2 separate regions of the Ovis aries genome follow, and region 1 is linked to region 2. A link is a contact called in public Hi-C data. All regions are on one chromosome and are shown on one strand. Each heading gives the region's core, a stretch centred on a gene start, on an enhancer-like site or on the middle of the called end of the contact. The rest is flanking DNA. Distances are from core to core; before and after follow the strand shown. Region 1 holds the start of TANC2 (tetratricopeptide repeat, ankyrin repeat and coiled-coil containing 2). Region 2 overlaps MARCHF10 (membrane associated ring-CH-type finger 10).

Evidence for each region. Hi-C and Micro-C count contacts between places; a contact is called where the count stands out from the background.
Region 1: a Hi-C map of hypothalamus shows a contact between it and region 2, with 5 times the contacts expected there. The contact joins the promoter of TANC2 here to the enhancer-like site in region 2. A contact is called at or near these places in 6 of 16 Hi-C or Micro-C datasets (hypothalamus, muscle, omental adipose tissue and 2 more).

What each region holds. Positions count from the first base shown.
Region 1 is chr11:47,118,217-47,121,844 of ARS-UI_Ramb_v3.0, forward strand. TANC2 (tetratricopeptide repeat, ankyrin repeat and coiled-coil containing 2) reads left to right here and starts at 1,700. Exons shown (of 26, transcript XM_060395761.1): 1 at 1,700-2,241.
Region 2 is chr11:46,847,417-46,851,304 of ARS-UI_Ramb_v3.0, forward strand. It overlaps MARCHF10 (membrane associated ring-CH-type finger 10), which reads right to left. Exons shown (of 11, transcript XM_027974358.3): 10 at 3,189-3,231; 11 at 1-57. Among named protein-coding and RNA genes, the nearest start is that of TRNAG-CCC, 17 kb to the right of the region's middle. Within about 2 kb of position 1,660, at least 35 of the 54 cell types and tissues checked have an H3K27ac peak or open chromatin away from gene starts, as enhancers often do. A contact at or near this core is called in hypothalamus, where this site is marked.

The DNA.
Region 1 (3,628 bases), core at 450-2,949, 270 kb after region 2:
GAGATACAGTAAAGCCCACCAATCTTTTTGCACCAACATTAACCCTTGTAATCATTAACTAGATCAAGATAGTGAACATTTCAAGCAACCCAGAAGACTCCCTCTTGCCCCCTACTCAGTCAATTCCGCTGAAGTAATCACCACTCCGCCTCTATCACCATACATAAATAGGTTTTAGTTAGAGCAATCTAACTTTTTGCAGTTATCACCAAAAGATCCCATATACCAATCCTTCATCTTGCCAGTTTAGCTGTAGTATTTAAAGCTGCTCTAGCTCTGACTTTTTAAGAACTCACTGTAGACACTAGCTGTTGCACATGGCTTCATATTTCTTTCATTATTCTGAAATTAATACTAACTTTGAAAAGAAAAAAACACAAAGAAAATCCTGGAGGAAGCAGATTAAAGGACTGTTGCCAAAACTCTCTGGGCTCCCCAGGTGGCTCAATGATAAAGAAACCTCCCGCAATGCAGGAGACACAAAAGGGGCAGGTTCAGATTCCTGGGTCAAGAAGATACCCGACAGGAGGAAATGGCTAGCCACTCCATATTCTTGCCTAGAAAATCAAATGGACAGAGGAGCCTGGTGGGCTATAGTCCATGGGGTCACAAAGAGTTGGACAGGAATGAGCCACCAAACCTCTCTATGGCAGAAACACCACAAACACAATTTGCTTGACTGAAGTTAATTTGGTGCATCAATTTCCAATCCTGGTGTCTCATTAGGAAACAGATGACCAGGAAAAGTCATCTCAGTTCATGGAACAGAAGACTAGCCAGGCAAGACTGGTGATAGCGGTAGCTTTGCATCATTTTACAGCATGCCAACAAATTTATGTCCAGATATCTTCCACAGTTAAATTGCTGTTCTATGAGACAAGAGAGTCAGGAGGAGAAGATCTAGATAGAGTCAAGTGAGGACCTCAAGGAGGCTCTATTGTGGTGGCTTTCCGTGCTTGGCCTACTAGCTGTTCAAACCACATTACTTCTTGTCCAACCTGTCAGTGACAGAACCGGCGTCACTTCACCTCAGGCTCTCAAGCTGCGGCTGGTGAATTGCAGCAATGATTCTAGAAAATAGATCTCTCTTCTCTTTCTCTCCCCTCCATTCGTGGTTTTGCACTTCATTCTGTTTGCTACACCAGTTGACTTCAGACAGCATTTTGAAGCTGTCTACAGACTACAATTGAATATCAGGAAAAGAAGAACTGACAGCTGTAGGACTCAAAGATTCTAGGAGCGACATGTGTATGAGGTGACTTAAGTGGGGGGGGAAATCCAGAGGACCGTTCTGGCCATCAAAGCGGCAGGACAGGCCCAGAAGTGGGCGCACGCGACAGCAGCAGCACCTCGAGAGTGACATCACCGTGGGGGCGGAGCCGAACCATCCCGGGCCTTGTCTGCTATTGAGCTCTCCTCCCCTCTTCCCCACTGAATGCCCACGACCCCGCCAGTCAAAGCCCCCTGAGGAAACAGAAATGCCCGGACCTCACAGAGCGGCAGAACCAGGGCCCAACCGCTCGGCGCAGAGACGGGTTCGGTCTCGGCTCTCTCTCCCCGCCACTCCCCACCCCCAAACGGTGGAGGGGGCGGGGGCGCGCGCGCTCCACCACGCACGCGCCCCCACGCACGCGCTCTCCCTCCGCGCTCGCGCTCCTCCCCACCCCGGCCCGGAGGGGGCGGGGCTGCGGGCGGCCTCGGAGGGTGCGACGCCCCCGGCGCGGCGGCGGCGTTAGCGAGCGGCCGGCTGGGCGCGGGTTGCAGGGCGCGCTGCTCCGGCGGGGCCCGCTTGGCACAGCCGCCTCGTGCGAACCGCCCGCCCGGCGGGGTAAGCTGCGAGCGCTCCGAGCGTCGGACCCGGGGCCACCGGCGCTGCCCTCCCGCCGCCGCCCTCGGTGCCTCCTCTGGGCGGCCCCGCCCCCGTTCCCATCCCCCTCGCGCTCACCTCCCGGCTGTGCCGCGCGCGAGGCGGAGCAAGTCGCCCGCCGCCGCCGCTGCCGCCGCGCTGAGGGGCGAGAGCCTGCACCCGCGCCGCCGCTGACAGGGGGACCGCCGCGGGCTGCGCTCGCCGCCGGGAGGCCCCGCCGCTCCTTTCCCGGACGCAAACCCACCGCGGGCGTCGGAGCGCAGCGAGGTGCTCTGGGATCGCGGGCGGCGCCGGCGGGCGGCGCGGTCCTCACAGGAGACCCCGGGGACTGGGGCTTGACCCGGGGGTGCAGCGAGCCCCCCTCAGAGCGGCAGGTGAGAGACCGCGGGAGCCCGGGAAAGGAAGGTCGCTTCAGTGACAGGGGCGTTCGCCTCCGACGCCCGGGCTCCAGGGAGAGGGGCGGAGGCGAACGGGGAGGCAGCGAAATGGGCAGCGGAGTGCCTCCGGTGTGGAGGGCGTGGGGAAGGTTGGTTGCCAATGTGGCCCTCGGGGTGGCTGCGGATGAGTCCGGGATCGGTCACTTCGGTGTCACCGAAGGTGTCATGGAATTTGGTACCGAGAGAATCTCCGGATGACGGGGACCCAGGAGGAGATGCCAGGCAGATTGCTAAACGTGGCAGGGAAGGTGGTGCAGAACGAGTTGCAAAATGTGCCCCCGGAATGCAGCATAAAAGTAGTTGTGAAATGTGCCAGGTAAGGTACAGGGTGGGTTGGCCTGTATGGCGTTGAAATTCACAGCAGAAGTGTTCTTTAGTGATATCGTTAAATCCTCTGGGAAAGGAGGCGTAGGCTAAGAAGAGATTAATAAGGCTCATGGCTAGATATTTTATCACAGGAAATCGAGAGGAGCTATGATATGCTATTTTTGAGATAGAGTGAGTGCCCACGTGAAAGAAACAAGCAAATTGTGTCTGGTTGTGCGATGGGAAAGAAAAAATAGGGCTAAGATAATTCCGGTTTGCCGTCAGCGTGTAAAGCACTGATACAAATGCAGCCTGTGTTCTATTCCAGGTGTAGGATGTTTAAAATGGTTTTCATCAAACATAAACGAAGATAATTAATATTAGGAAGATTTGGGTGTCTTTCACTGTCTTCTCTCCTCCCCTCCAGGAAAAGAAAAAAGAAAAAAATACAAAAGACACACAAAAAAACCCACCCCACATCTTGACCATGATTCTGAGTTCAAGATCATTAGGCAAAGGGACATTTTTTCATAGGTGCCCCTTTCTTCATTTTTATACAAGTGAAAATTTCTGGAATGAGGGAAACAAAACAATATGGTGAACAAAAGGGATAAATTTTCAGGCATTTTGAGGGTTGGAGCCAAAAGCTATTGCAATGGTTAATTGCGGTGAATGACAGTAGTGAAATATTCTTGATTGTTGGGGTAGCCAAATAGGAAAAAGAAATTGGATACAGTAAAGGTGGCATAAAAAGGAACAACATGGATACTGTCAGTGGAGCGCTTCTTTCAGCCTTTCCCAGGTAGATCATCTCAGGAATGTGAGCACAGAAATATTAAACATTGTCACCCCCCTCCATACATACGTGTGTGTATAAATATAATTACACATACCGCAAAACATTGTGACTTCCATTTAAGAAGAACATCTGTGTTTTGAGAGGATTGTCAGAACATAGCTGGAATTTCAGAAGTAACAAAAGACAGCTCCATGAGCTATTTAATGTAACTTATATACA
Region 2 (3,888 bases), core at 410-2,909:
CAACTCGGCTGTTGCCTTCACAAATGCTGCCGTCACTCCCATCTCCCAGCTCGGAACCTGGAAAGCAAGAGGAAGCTCAGGCTGCGGACTCTGTCGTGGAGGAGGATGGCATCGTTGCCCTTCCTGCCCGGCTCCCCCAAACCCCTGCCCCAGCACCAGTGACCAGACACACAGACAACACACAACAGACACACACACCACACACACACACCATGTGCTACAGTGCCTGGAACAGTGTGAGGAACAGAGGCCCTGCAGTCTTTCAGGGATCAAATTGGACACAGAGGGTCATGTGATGGGCACAGAGGTAGTGAGAAGCAGTGGAGTCAGAGCGGAAGAGCTGAGGTGGGGTGCTTTCTTTATTCTTGAGAAAGATTCTTATTCTCAATATTTCTTTTCTCATTGGCTGGAGTGAGCACTCCCTATTTGGAAGCACATTCTGACTGGTGAAGGGCAAGGGAACAAGAGTAATCGCCTCCCTCCATCCCTACCTGGACACTCTCAGCTTCTTCCTCCACCACAATGCAGCCGCAGCTCCAAGAGCTGCCCACCTTCTCTCACCTTCCTCTTTCCCCCCAATCTAGTTGCCTTGACTTGTACATTTGGGTTAGGGGGCAGATGCTCTGGCCCAGCCGAGGCTGAAGGCCTTCATGGCTGCTCCTGTCCACACCTGCCCACTCCAGGCTGCTGGAGGCATGATTCCCCTCCCTGGACTTGAACTTGACTGTGGTGACCATTATTCGTGCCAGCCAAGAAGCAGCTGGGGGGGGGGGAGGGGGGCTGTGTGACAATGTGTTAGACCCAGGCACACCCACCCAGGGCCTCTCCCCAGCAGCCCTTACCTCGGTGCCACCTGTGGCATTTTGTGTCCAGCCTCGGTTCCCAGGAGCCCAGGACAGGGTGCCCAGCGGGAAGATTGGCATGAGCCACAGAGGCTGGCATCTTTGTGTCACCTGCTGTGCCCTGATGAGTTGCCTTTTCCCTCCCTGTTTACCTGCATGGGGCTAGGGCGGCGGGTCACAGCCGTGACTCAGCTGCGGCAACCCATCTTCACAGAGCGCTGCCAACCAGGTGAGTCCCGCCAGACTGCCGGGACCAGGGAAGCCATGGCCCCAGGGGGAAGGGCGCCAGGCGTGTGGATCCGCCTTCGGCTGCCCTGGCTCTGGTCCTGATCAGAGCTCGGGCGGGAAGCCAGGCCCCGGCGGCGTCTGAGCAGCGAGCCAAGACGGTCCCTCTGCGCGGGGCTGCCCCGGCCGGCGCCTGGGGTGTGCGCAGGGCTGGGACAGGCGGAGAGGGCCTGGACCCGTTTCCAGCGGGGGAAATCTGAGGCCCCCACATTAGGACTCTACCGGGAGGGGGTGGATCCTAGAGCTAGTCCCAGCTTCCTGAAGAGAGGCGGTTATGACATGGTGCGGGGCTGGGGGCGGGAACCATCTGCCTCGGTGCAACACAGGAGGCAGAGTTCCCTCGGCGGAGGCGCCTTTTTAAGCACCACCCTGGGGGCGCTCTTCTCCCGTCCTCTAGATATGTCACCCAAACCGGGGGCCCCAGGCCTGGAGCCGCGGTGCCCCTTCCGCATCCCCAAGCCGGGGTGTGGAGGGAAGCTCTCCATCCTGCTCCGGGCCGCCCCCCGCGGCAGGGCGGCAGCAGGCCCCGCTGGGCACTAGGGGTCGCCCCTGCCCAGCCAGACGCGCCTGGGCGCGCCCGCCGCTGCAGGTTTCCCCGAACCGGGAAGAGCGCGGGCGCCTCCGGGGCGGGGGCCGGGAGGGGCGCGGCGGGGCGCGGCGCCGAGACCCTGCCCGGAGCCTCGGGCCACCGAGCCTTCCCGGCCGGCGCGCGGCGGGCCCTCTCTGGACCGAGCCGGGGCGCGCGCCCGCACACAAAGGTCTTTCCTAGTCCTCACCGTTCCCTGCCTGCCCTCCCTTCCCGGCGGCCCGAGAGGGAGCAGCTGCTCGGGGTCGGCCCGGGCGACGACGCCGGGGACCGGCCGCCCGCCGAGTGGCCCCGCGACCTTGCGAGGGCGCGAGGGGGCTCTGGGCCCGCACCCGGCTCGGCTGGACCCCCGCGGTGGCGCCCGGGGACTGGGACCCGGCGAGTTCCTTTTGTGAAGGGAGAGCCCGGTAGAGCCCTCCCCACTCTGAAAGTGATCCGCTGGGTTCTCGGGACTGCGTGCCCTGAATAATAGATTGGGTGCTCTAGGGTCGTCATCTGGGCCCCACCCTGTGGAGCTTTGAGCTGGTTCAGCCTCTGCGGGCGGGTCGGTTGCGGGGGGCAGGGTGTGGGTCCCCAAAGCATTACCATGACCACTGACTGTATCAGGGTCACCAGGCGCCCACCCCAGTAGCCTGAATCCGTGTCTCTGGGAGGGGCCCGGGAATCTATATTTTTCTAAGTTCCCCGGGTGATTCTGACGGCAAAGCCTGAGTGGAAATAGCTGTTTTAAACCTTTAAAGGCAGGCAGTTGTGACATTTCTCTCCAGAACAGCCTCTGGGGATGGAACTGTCACTTCTGGCACCTCCTTCCATAGTTCACTGTAACGTTTATCCTCCCAGCTGATGGGATAGTTCTTCCCACATCTGACCACCAGCCTGCCTGCTTTAATTGAGCACGCTTTCTTAAGTCAGGTTTTCTATGGGATAATAAGCCTGCTCTGGAGACAGCTGGCCTGGCTCCTTGACCCTTTCCCAATACTTGTTTTCCTTGTTCAACTTCTGAATCCGGCAGGCCCACTGGCTTGGGCCGAAGAGTGAGAAAATCCAGTAACTCCAATACTAACTTGTGAATGATGGTGGTCCCTTTATGTAATGGCTACACGGCGCCCTTCCGGGGTTTAGAAGAAATCCCAAGAGACTCCTCTAAGTGCTGGATGCTGGAGAATCCCAGTAAAAGGAAAGGAAGGAAACCTGCAGCGGGTCATCCTATGCCTGAGGAAGACTGATCCTCCCTTTGCCCGCCTTTGCTTTCGCTTTCAGCATGAGTTCAAACTCATCTCTTCTGCATCCAGCACACTTGGACTGCCTTGCTGACTGCTGCAGCTAGGGTTTCCCCAGCTTTGTGGGGTTCTTTTTGCCTCTGGGGGCAGGGGGTGGTTGTTACTTCCTTCCATAGGATTAGGTTCAACACAGCCACAGAAAGACAGCAAATTGCCAAACACCCTCAACATGGCAGGACTGATCCCCACACCTACTTTCGTTTTCTTCCGGTCTGGGTTGTGGGTAGTTTCTTGACAACTATGGGAAAGAAGACAATGAAAAATGAACGGTTTTTTCCAAAGCAATTGTGAACAGATGTCTAATCCCCTAGTCGCGGGAATATTCTAGGAATCCCTGACATCACCTTAAAGGGGCAGAGAAGGAGGCGTGGAGGTGCGAGGGCTGTGTTGATGTTCAGCACCTGTGGGGCGTAGGCGCCTCCTAAAGACAGCGTCAGCGATAGCGCAGGTCACCTTCGCCTGTTTGGGGCGTCTAAATTTGGCAGTGTGAACAGACCTGCGACCTCTCAGCAATTGATCTGAGCAGCAGAACCCCATCCTGACGGTCCAGAGTCACATTTCCAGGCAGTGGGGGTGAAAGCCGTGCTAATTGGCCACTTGCCTCACCACTGGCTTTTAAACAATCGGTTGTATTCTCCACCCGGCAGGAAGCAGCAGGCCCATCAAGGCTCTGGGCTCCCTCTTTGTTCTGACTTTATGGCATTTTATGCCACAATGAGAAACACTGTGTACTCCGTGGGAAGCCATTGTGCGAGGCTGCAAGGATGTGGGCTCTGGGGCAGAGGGGCTTGTGCCCTTCCCCCCCAGGGGGAGGAGGGCCTTTGTGACAGGCTGGGGGACAAAACAAGGGGTGCTGGACACTGTTACTGGGGCAACTGCCTGGCCAGTGTAGCCT